3 separate regions of the Zea mays genome follow, and regions 2 and 3 are each linked to region 1. The links are chromatin contacts, called in public Hi-C maps. All regions are on one chromosome and are shown on one strand. The core of a region is the stretch at or near the end of the contact, and the rest is flanking DNA. Distances in the headings are between cores, read along the strand shown. Region 1 holds the start of LOC103644279. Region 2 holds the start of LOC111347717. Region 3 holds the start of LOC100275098.

What was found. Hi-C and Micro-C count contacts between places; a contact is called where the count stands out from the background.
Region 2: a contact with region 1 is called in a Hi-C map of tassel, with 2.2 times the contacts expected there. The contact joins the promoter of LOC111347717 here to the promoter of LOC103644279 in region 1.
Region 3: a contact with region 1 is called in a Hi-C map of tassel, with 2.2 times the contacts expected there. The contact joins the promoter of LOC100275098 here to the promoter of LOC103644279 in region 1. A contact is called at or near these places in 2 of 25 Hi-C or Micro-C datasets (ear and tassel).

What each region holds. Positions count from the first base shown.
Region 1 is chr1:301,889,485-301,893,194 of Zm-B73-REFERENCE-NAM-5.0, reverse strand. It overlaps LOC103644279, which reads right to left and starts at 2,125. Exons shown (of 6, transcript XM_020547034.2): 1 at 959-2,125; 2 at 297-367.
Region 2 is chr1:301,510,975-301,514,684 of Zm-B73-REFERENCE-NAM-5.0, reverse strand. LOC111347717 reads left to right here and starts at 1,781. Exons shown (of 2, transcript NM_001357524.1): 1 at 1,781-1,992; 2 at 3,478-3,710. The coding sequence starts at 1,870. The coding sequence ends at 3,507.
Region 3 is chr1:302,196,968-302,200,677 of Zm-B73-REFERENCE-NAM-5.0, reverse strand. It overlaps LOC100275098, which reads right to left and starts at 1,995. Exons shown (of 1, transcript NM_001176994.2): 1 at 1,278-1,995. The coding sequence starts at 1,855. The coding sequence ends at 1,508.

The DNA of each region.
Region 1 (3,710 bases), core at 876-3,375:
AACAGTGACTTGCATGGTAATCATGTGGAAATAAACTGTGGAAAATGATTTAACTTGTTTACAGTATATCTCATAGCCATGACCAAATTACCCTTGAATCATAAAACTCAACTGACAAATGATCCACACACCACATATGTATGTCAACAGTCTCAAAGGAAAACAATGCCCTCTATAAATTTGAGCCAATAAGCCTACACAAACCCTTTTATGACACACCTATTTCGGTATAATTACGCCCCCCCCCCCCCTCCCAAATTGCTCAAGAAACAAAAAGAACCTATATGGAGATTTACCTTAAACTCAGGCTTGATGACCTCGGGCTTAGAAGTCTCCGCACCCATCTGTTGCACTATGTGTCTTTTGTCTGCATGCAAATGGACAAAGCCAATAAGAGCATAAATAAAACATGTATTCTCTCCTATTACATATATAAAAAATAAGTATACATATACTCGTGGCAAAATTTCAAAACTAACATTAATATCTTCAAATATGTGCATATTTATCCAAACAAACAATTAACATGGTGGGAAGAAGTCAGTGAAACTGTTAATGGTCCCCTTTCAGGGATGGTCTCAATTCCCTTGTTATTTTGGGTGCTATAGAATCATAGAAATATATGTGTATTTGATGGCATCTCTCCTAGTATTGCTGCAGTTATAACTCATGTTGGGGAGGAGCGCCGGATATGGGAGTTTTCTGGGGCCAAGGGGTTATCCTTCCTTGCAGCCCCCTTCTAGAGGTGATTTAGTTCATTGGTTGGTAGATCGATCTTTTTGTGTATGTTAGATTCTGGCCGCCGTGAGGTGGTTCTTTGTACTTCGGTCTTATTGGACCTTGTATTTTTCTTATTATTATTAATATAATGATATGCAGGAACTTATTAATATAATGATATTCAGCTCTCCTGCGTGTTCGAGAAAAAAACATGAAAACGATGAATTTTAGTAGGTACCTTGGGAGCAGCTATGTCGTGTCCACTACCCAATGCTAGCGCTACAGCAGAAATATTGCGAAGACGCCCTAGTGTGGAGGATGAGGAACTTGCTAACTGTCGATGGTGTAGTTTGATGCAAATCTGCAGGGAGCTTCTGATGTCACTTCTTACTTTGCCTTTAAATTCTGCTCTCGCTGCTTTCACAGTTTCACTACAGTGTGAAGGCACGTAGGTTCTTTGCTTTGCTTGGTGTGGGAGCCAAAGGATAAAGCTGGAATTGTGCCTTGCTCTTTAAACAAATGCACCACACGCACCGACGCACTGTCCCTTACAACAGCCATGCCATGGCCCAGCCCTGGACATTATAGCGCTTCTCTCGATGCCGTTGAATTTTTTTGAATTTCTCTTTGGTGCCATCAAATGAAATAACAGATTCCCTCAGCACCATTTCCGTCCATGTGCTGTTAGTGGGGTGTTATTTTGGCAGGAAATTGACCATTTTGCTCCTTCCAAGCAAACCAAGTGAATTCTGCCCCTTTTACTTCAATGCCATTGTAGGTGAACAGGAAGCATGAGTTTATTTGTGCATCGCATCTCTAAACTCATCGACAGCTTCTCTGCCACACATAGAGCACCTCAAGTACAGTACGAATTCAACAGTGCATTTTCACCTGTTGAGAAGGAACCCGTTCCAATTTTCTCATGAACTTGCTTTGCCAAGCCCAAATGCAGGCAACACGGCAACAAGCGAGCCATCTGATCTGACAATGCATCGCCGCTTCTCGGGAGCTCCCTGGACCAGGACACAGCATCGTGGCCGCGACCAAACCGCAAGAACGAAGAGATGACACTTACTTCCAGCCTTCCAGGTGATGACGCTCCTTACCGTCATTTGACCGAACACCTTCAGCGCTTCGTCGACCAGAATAACCCCACTAGCGATCCCCCGTGACCCGTGTCTTGAGGATATTCAGGTACAGCTGCGCGGTGCAGAAGGCGGTGGTGGAAGGCGATGAGAGGAGCGAAGGGAACGTGGTGGCCTGGTGGGGGCGACACCCCCCCGATCGCCAGCATGCTCGCCTTCCACGCTCCTCTGCTCCACGTCGACGGCACTCGTCGTCACTCGTGGTGACTAGTGACTTGGTGAGCCCAGAGTGTCATTGGACGAGAGGTAGTGAGTCCCGCTCGTCAGCGAAAGGTGAATGAAAACACTATTCTTGACAATATAGAATTTCTTTAATATTCTTAAAACTATTTCTAAAAATAACAGCAAAGTATTTTTCTCTATTACCATAAATCACCGATTTCTATGGTCACCTTACGTCACCACTTTTATTAAAAAAAACTTACCACCTCAAGCGTGTGACTCACGCCTTGCCTAGCAACCCGATTATCTCTTGAATGTGCAATCAACCATGCAATTATCACGAGTGACGATGTATAGTTGAACAGCTAAGGGAAAAAACAGTTTTGTGCCTATGAAGTCAGTGGGACAAGAACATCCAAGTAAAAGGAGGAGGCGGCATCATCGGTGATGTATGGCTCAACAACAGAGAGAGAGAGGAGGAGGCACTCTGGATAACGAGTTTAGTTTTGTATTGAGATGAGACACCCTAGATCATCGTTCTAATCGTTGTGCGCTAATATTATCGAATATTTATGTGTCGTCACAACACACGAGCATTATACTATTTTCCTAAGGGCCCATTTGTTTCTCTTCATTTTGAGGAATTGGAATCTAACTAATTTAGTAGGCTATTTTTTTAGAACGTGACATTCCATAACTTTCCAAAGTGTATATATAAGTCTATCTCAAATTCATGTAGTAAGAGATAGAAATTGATTCTATAGATTTACATGCTACTTTTCTAATGTACATAACACACTCTTCTATTTGCTTCTCTATAACATAAATATAGTGTATAACTATCCCTCTCACATGATTTAGGATAATATACAAATATATTACATAGACAAATATACTAACTTAATTAATTTTGTCTAAACTATAATTATTAGAATGGAATTCCAACGAAACAAACGGGGACTAAAAGTAATTCATTTGGTCACATTATTTTCTCTAACACAGCTAATATTGTGCAAACTCGCAGCCTCACGTGGCCTGCCACATTGGCAGGTACACACGCAGTGGCGGACGTAGAACAGAAATTTATGGGTAGCAAAAAACTATAGGACGAAATCAAGTAAGATCGTAAGAACTGGTGTTATATAGGCGTAGGTGTTCCTGTGGCTCGGCTACTTTCTCCTTAGTCGGGACGTCCTCCGTTCCTAAGGGCTTTCGCATTAGGACTAGAGCGAGGCAACGAAACGTGTTCATTTTTTGAAACTGCGAGAAAAAAGGCAACATATAGGAGGGGTTTCCCCTTCCGGCCTCGAGGGAGGCTCGTTTTGAAAGCAAGGCCGAGCCTCTCTCGAGAACAATTCTTTATTGAATATAGAGGACATAGTATAAATAGGCATGTGTGCCTAAGGGTAAAAACGACATAGGGCCTGTTTGTTTCGGCTTCTGGCAGCTTCTGGCCACCAAAAGCTGCTGCAGACTGCCAAACGCTCAGCTTTTCAGCCAGCTTCTATAAAATTCGTTGGGGCAAAAACCATTCAAAATCAACATAAACACATAATCGGTTGAGTCGTTGTAATAGTAGGAATCCGTCACTTTCTAGATCCTGAGCCCTATGAACAACTTTATTTTCCTCCACACGTAATCGTAATGATACTCAGATTTTTCCCACAGCCAGATTCTCCCCAT
Region 2 (3,710 bases), core at 532-3,031, 380 kb after region 1:
TTGCACATAAGTCATTTTCTTTAAGTCCACTATCGGAGACGCTCGCTTTCCCGAGTGCCACAGACACTCTAGATATCAGTCGTTCTCTTTAAGTCCACTACTGGAGACGCTCGCTTTCTCGAGTGCCACAGACACTCTGGAAAGAATCAAATACACTCGACAAAGCCTTTATTGAGTGCCACGCTCGACAAAACCTGATGTCGGCAATGATCTCTTTGTCGAGTTTTTTTTATGGACACTTGACAAAGTCTTTACTGAGTGCTAATAGGTACTTGACAACGTAAAGTTGTCGTGATGGTTGCAAGTGATGATGATGAAGACTTTGTTAAGTGTATGTGTAGGCACCCAACAAAGCGATGTTCTTTGCCGAGGGCTATCTCAGAGACACTCGTTAAAGAAAGCTTCCATGGGCCCCATGCGTAGTATCTTTGTCGAGTGCTGTCTAAAAGACACTCTGCAAAAGAAAGTTTATGTGGGCCCCACGCGCAGCGTCTTTGTCGAGTGTCTGTGTAGGCACTCAACAAAGCAGCTTTCTTTAGCGAGTGCCATGGTCATAGAACTCGGCAATGTATGTTTTCTGGTGCCCAGATGTGCTTCCTTGTCAAGTGGCCTTTTGTGCTGAGAGTTAGACGGTCGGTCGGCAAAGCATTCTTTGTTGAATGTACAGTTATGACAAAGATAATAGTTGTTGAGTGTAGCCTTTCGCCGAGCGAAACACTCGACAAACCGTATCTTTGTGAGTGCCCGAGATTCCGCTTAATGACTACTTGTATAGTAGTCGTTGTCAGCACGATAAGCTTGAGAAAGTGATACTTTGAATTTTAGAATGACAAGTGCGAGCGAACAAATTTTTTTTTGGTGATTTTAAAAGGAAAATGTAATAGTAACTTTTTGTGGTTTAGGACATGTATGGTTTCTTCTACTAAATGTTAGTCGATGTCACATTAAATATTTGACGCTAGTTAAAAGTATTAAATATAATTCAATTGCAAAACTAACTATACAAATAAAAACTGAACGACAAGGTAAATCTACCAATCCTAATTAATCAATGATTTCCCCTTTAATGATACAATAAATATTTGCTAATCATGAATTAATTAGGCTTAAAAAATTGTCACTTTATTAGGTTTTATCCTTGTAATTAGTTTTGCAGTTAGATTATATTTAATACTAATAGTTTACATTTTAGTAAGATTATATTTAATACTAATAGTTGACATTTCAATATTTAATGTGAAACAAACTAAACTTTAGCCTCCAAAACTAAATACCCTTTTAGGGCTGGTTTAGTGAGAATGAGGTTGAGGACAATGAAAAACATGTGCGGTGTGTTTGCCGTGCCTCAATATGAAAGCTCCAATTTTGCTCCAACGTTTAGTTGGACCAAGAAACAAAATTGTTTGGAAGAGAGAAATATGCGTAGCGCGTCACACCGCTAGTCTAAACAAAAGGCATCAGCGTCCACTTTACAAATTCTATGTATTATTCATATGCAGCGGTCCCAAAATGGCAAAATGCCTGTTAATATAAAACCCATGCATTTTTGAACGGAAAGATCCATCCGTTTTATCAACCATTTGTTCTTCTACGCTGTTCATATATATATATATATATTTATCAACCTCATGCGTTTTCTCATGTCACTGGTTCTGAATCCTCCCTTGGCCCTTTATCAAGGAAAGAAGAACACAGGTCAAGCCCACCTCCATCCCACCACAGAAGCCCACCTGCAGGCCCAGCTCCCTCCCACGCCGGCGAAGCAGTGCTTTCGCCTCGCGTCTCGACAGAACCGTGACAGAAATCCCCATCCCAAGCGAGGGTTTTGCTGCTGCTCCAGCCGGACCCAGGACGAGAAGAAGCGGCGCGATGGCGGTGGGCGACCTGGCGTTCAAGGCGCTGACGGCTGGGCTGGGCGTCGCCACGCTCTACCTCGCCGCCACCTTCTCCGTCAACGTCTACCGCGGCCTCTCGTGGCACTCCGAGCAGTCCGTAAGACCGCCCTCCCCCCATCCCTGTCGATTTGGCTCCCGCCCGCTGATTCGCTGCGCCGGATTCGACCACGCCGGCGCAGTCACCGATGGGCCATTGAACACTGCCTCCCCGATTTGTCTTCTGGACGGACGCGAAGCGATTGTATTACCGTTTTTGCGAAGTGTTCACACGATAATTCAGGCAAACCTGTTTGCTTGCTGTGCGTTAGTGGAGTTGCTTAGGATGAATATGTTTGTTGTTCAGATCAGATGTTTTGTGTAAACATCAAGACCGGATTACTTCTCAATGTTCTTTGTAATGTGAGAACCAAATATCTGCTTTGATTAGTGACCATCTGCTACTTATTAAGAAGAATTCGACCATAGTCTTGCAAATAGGAATGAATGAAGTGGCTTTGTGGGTGCATTCACGTGATTGTTTTTTGTAAGCGTGGCGTGCTTCATTCCATGGTAGGCTTAGATAAAAACTGCCACTTTGGTTCATGTTATAAAAGGATGGAATGTATCTGTATTGCTGTGTACTTCTGTACCGCAGCTCTGCAAGCGTTAACATGATGATCCGGCATATGTAGGGGTGGTAACGGGCTCCAAATTTTACACTGTAAAATTTAAGGATTGGATCATATTTGGATCTTGATCTATTTCTATTCATTCTTGAACTAAAATTAATTAAGGGCTCAAACGAATTGTGAAGAAACATTTGGATCGAGATCCATTACCACCACCCCTAGGCGCACATATTTGCCATTTGTTTCATGTACGGGCAATTGGTGTTACAACTTACAAATTTATTTAACATATCTTTTTTCCAATATTAAGGTTATTGAGTGTTTGATGCAAACTGCAAAAATGGGATTATGGAGCTACCTGGGATGAACATCCTAGCTGTTTAGATAGGATGTTTGTATGCTGCACAGCTGCAGCCTAAGTGGAAGGTTAAATGAATTCTGGATGTTCTTCATGTTATAACTAATGTCTCATTTGGTTTCGATGCTCACATCTGGTTCAGTGTTGGAATCTGGGACCTTCCCCGATCCTCATTGCCCCTGAAATCTGATTAGCATGACTTATTTTTTGCTACAATTTCTTTGGATCTTTTTCTTTACATCCTACTAGAACTTGATGCACCTTTAATTGAGGTGTCAGCAAATCCTGGGGATCATTTGCTTGCAGTGCCAAGTTAGCGGTATTTGTATAGGTAAACCCTCTGTGAATGAATGCAGAATTCAGGTTATAGGCTGGATGCGATTTGAGCTTTAAAAGAGATTGCTTTTTAACAAACTGAACACCTGCACTCACAGGTGCTACATAAATAATATGATTTCATTTAGTCGAGTCCTGTATGTTCTAAAATATCCTTAAGCCCTGTGCTAGCATCTTGTGTTTGTTCTATTTCAAAGATGGTTTTTACTGTTCTTTGCTGTATTGCTTCTATGCATATTCTTTAGAGCCGTGTGTTAACTTGTGCTATTGTGCATTGCAGAAGCTAGAAAAGGCGAAAACCGAAGATTGAAAAAGACCAGCAAGCAGTTTTAGAGAGCAGATGAAAGGCGGGCATTTTTGTTGATGTCTTATCTTTCGTGTCAATTGTGTTTTTGCTTGTCCCGTAGACCTTTCAGGATATCTGGAGTGTATCTTCAAGTATGTGATATATATATATACGATTCAAGAACCTGTCTGGGATGATTATTCATCTTTCGGGACACGTCCTGTTTG
Region 3 (3,710 bases), core at 746-3,245, 310 kb before region 1:
TATGGCCAGAGTTTTTTTTTTTTTTTGGGCCAGCACGAGCACGGCACGAAAATAGGAGTCTAAAGTACGACCCGACACGAAGTAATACGGACCGAGATAGCACGGCTCGAAGGCGGGTCTGAGTTGAGCCTTAAATTCTGGTCTGTTACCTTTGACACGGCCTGCACAGATGGGCCAGCACGACATAATTAAACCTAAGTTGTTTAATTTCTTTAATTTAGTAACCTATCAACCTTATATTGTTGTGTTATTTATAGTTTATGTGGTCAGATGATGTTAGAATTATTTAATATCTTTAATTTAGTAGGTTATGGACTTTAAGTGGGTGTAACATTTTGATTTTATGTGTTCGAATATATGGGTCGGGCTTAGACCGGCATAGCCTAACAAAGACACATCGTGCTTTAGGGCATGACGATGGGCTTGGACTGAGCCGACCCACTAGCTGTGGGGCTGCCCAGTGTTGCTGGACAGGAGTACATCTGCAATGCAAAAAAAAAAAAAAAACCATAAATGCGGTTTTAAGATGGCACCGGACGACGACCAGATGCGGGGATCTGACGGCAGCAGATAATGCGGGGTGGTTCTTGGAAGGGAGATGCTGGCTTGGGAAAAGAAATAAAGAAAAGAGCCGCTGCACTGCATCGCCCTCGCTGCGTCGCAAGGAATGGAAATCCTGCTGCGCGCTGGCCGCTGGTCTTTTGACCGCGACACGCGCTTGAAATAAAGCTGGGGCCTGAACCTGATGGGGAGCTTGGACTTGTTGGTTTCTGGGCGCTCTCGGTCTCCCTGCGAGTGCGACTGCGACTGCAAGGTGGACATCCTGTCTGCATGATTGGCTTTCGTTTCGTGCCGTCCCATCACAAGCTCAAGCATCGCAACACACCTCACTGACACGGGAACCCTCCATTTGCAGTCGCAGTTGCAATTCGCGAGGACAAAGGGCAGAGAGGAGGGTTTAGGCTTTCTCCGGTGACATTCGGATGCGAATGCGTATTTAGGGAGTCCGTGAGCCGCTGCGTCTGTGCATTTAACTGGAGTGCTCCAGCAGCTCTCTTATCCGGCCTCGTATTGCTGTTTCCGGCCATATCGCAGTTATCCAGAATATGCGAGGAGGAGAGAGAAGTGTGGATTTGCGCATGCTGAAGCCAGGCCTCCAATTATGCGATACCATATACGCATGCTGCTGGGATCGGTACAATACGTAAATTGAGGATGCGAGCCCCTTTACGAATCCTGCTGGAGAAAGCCTTACAGACAGACACTTTGTTCGAGCAAAAAACCAAAATTACTACTAGACGATTCATTCATTCTAATTTAATTAGGCACTCAACTCCACTCCACGGAGCAGCAGTCCAAGTTATCAAACAAACAAACAAACAACACACGCACCGGCTAATCCATGTCTAAAGTAAGCTCACCTTCTCACTTTCACACACACGCACGCACGCACGCCAACCAAGGGAGACGAAGCAAAGAACGCTTCGAAACCTTGTGCAGTGCAGTCCTACCAGAAGCATGCAGACTCGGCGGCACCGGCGGCGGCGGCGGCGCGGGGCCTGCCGGCGCCGGAGAGGCGGCCGTAGCGGGAGGAAGAGCGGCGGCGGGCGGCCCAGCCGAAGCAGAGGCGGAGGCGCGCGCGGAGGCGGCGGAGGCCCGTGGCGGCTGCGCGGCGCAGGCGGCGCATCCCCGCCCAGACGACGCGCCTGGCGCGGGCGCGCGGGGGGAGCGCCGCCGCCGCGTCGGCGTCGCGCGAGAAGTGGTAGCTGCGGAGGAACAGCTGCCGCCGCTCCACCTGCCGCTCCCACCGCGCCATCTGCTCCAGGTACGGCACGGACGCCACGCGGACGGACATGGCGGCGCGGCGGCGGCGACGGCTCTTTCGTCCCTTCGTCCTTGCCCCTGCCCCTGCTGCTATATATATGCTCTGCGTCGCGTGTCTAGGGAGGAGGCGCAGACAGGAACGGCTCTGCGACGTGGGATGGGAGTTGTGGACGTGGAAGAGGACGAAGGGGGAGGGGCAGAATTAATAGTGTGGTGGGCTGGTGGCGGGAGTCGCGGCGGCGAGGGGGAGGGAGGAGACGAAGCGGAGGAGGCGTTTTGGTTTTTTTTTGGCTGCGCGAGGGGAAGGGCAGGGGAGATGTTTGGAGTGGGAGAGCGGAGGGTGGGCGGCTTTATGCTTTCTTGGACGTTTTGCTTCCACAAATCGACCTCCCCGATTTTTTTTTTTTTTTTTGGCTAGGCGGATGGATGGGTTGGAATTTTAGCACTCTCGTTTATTTGACGCAACGAGTAAACCGTTATATAACCTGGCAGGCCACTATAGCTTAGCGGTCAAGTTCAGAACACAAACTAGCTAGCTAGCTAGCTCATTTCTAGTTTAAGTAACTCGTACTCGATCGTGAATCAGCGCTTTAAATATGAACAATGAAGCATCCATGCTTACACTATTTGAGTTACTATATATATATATATATATATATTTACCATTAGTCTATCGTTGGTTTATGTCTAATTGATTTTTTTAAGGTATGAATGAAAACAGAAAGGGTCACTGGGTCAGCACTTTTATGTAGTAGGACAATGTTATTGGAAGCTTAATACCACTTTTATTAATTAATTAATCCACGACGCAGACGTCAGTCCACGCACGACGAAGGCCCGCTACGCTTTCCCCTTCCCCCGTCTCTGTTTTTTGCACGCAAGAAGTGTGAGCGTTTAACAGCACGCGCCGTTCCGGGGTGGGTGGGTCCACCAACCCATGATGAATGGCTGGCAGACGGGGTATTGCTATTGCTATGGGTGTTACTCCATCGTACCGTAGTTAGTACTTAATCTCTTTGAAAAAGTCAACTGTGTTTTTACTCGCATCGAACGTACGTACAGTACGTACTCTACAAAATATAACATTGGCATTTCGCAGTTCATGATTAACGTTGTTTATAGTAGTACTATCCCATCCCTTGTGGTGGTGTGGTGTACGGACGGCGAAAGGACCGTTGGATGGGACAGGATCTGACCCCTCCCTCACGTGATACGATCATCTCCACCACCACGCCCTGCGCTTTCTGGATTCTCCAAAAATCCGCTGCCAGCCAGCCAGCCTCACCCTCCTGCCAATCCTGGTGGATTTTGTTTCCTTTTTTCTTACTGCACGGACAGGTAGGTGCGATTAAATGTTTGGGCAGAATGTTTCCGATTATCTGCGCAATTCGTTGCGAGTTTCTGTGTAGACAATACGTAATAAACATACGAACCGTGTGTTTGTTGAATACTGAAAATCGTGAGATGGTTCTAATTTTTCTTTTTCTTTTTGGGCATATACCCCCTTTTGTCGCATGTCGCATCGCATCGCATGCCCCGACAGGCAGATGCACACGAGGGACCAAATGGAACGAATTGACAATGAGATGCCAGCACCCGCGTCGCCTAGGACCTCTTTGTTTGGTCAAAAACCAGACCTGCTTTGGTCCTACATATGCTCTCACTAAGTCAGATTATGACTATTATTCGCTCCCTAGCTAGCTAGCTAGCTGGCTACCGCTTGCTGTCAGGCAGCCAACTAGGCTATGCTAGCCAACTAGGCGCTTGCATCGCGTGCAAAACCATTCAACACCCCCATCTGTTTCATGGCGTCTAGTCTCAGCAGCATCACATATGCTCGACGAATGATTAGCCAATGATGAGAGGCAATCGACTCGGTCTCGGTG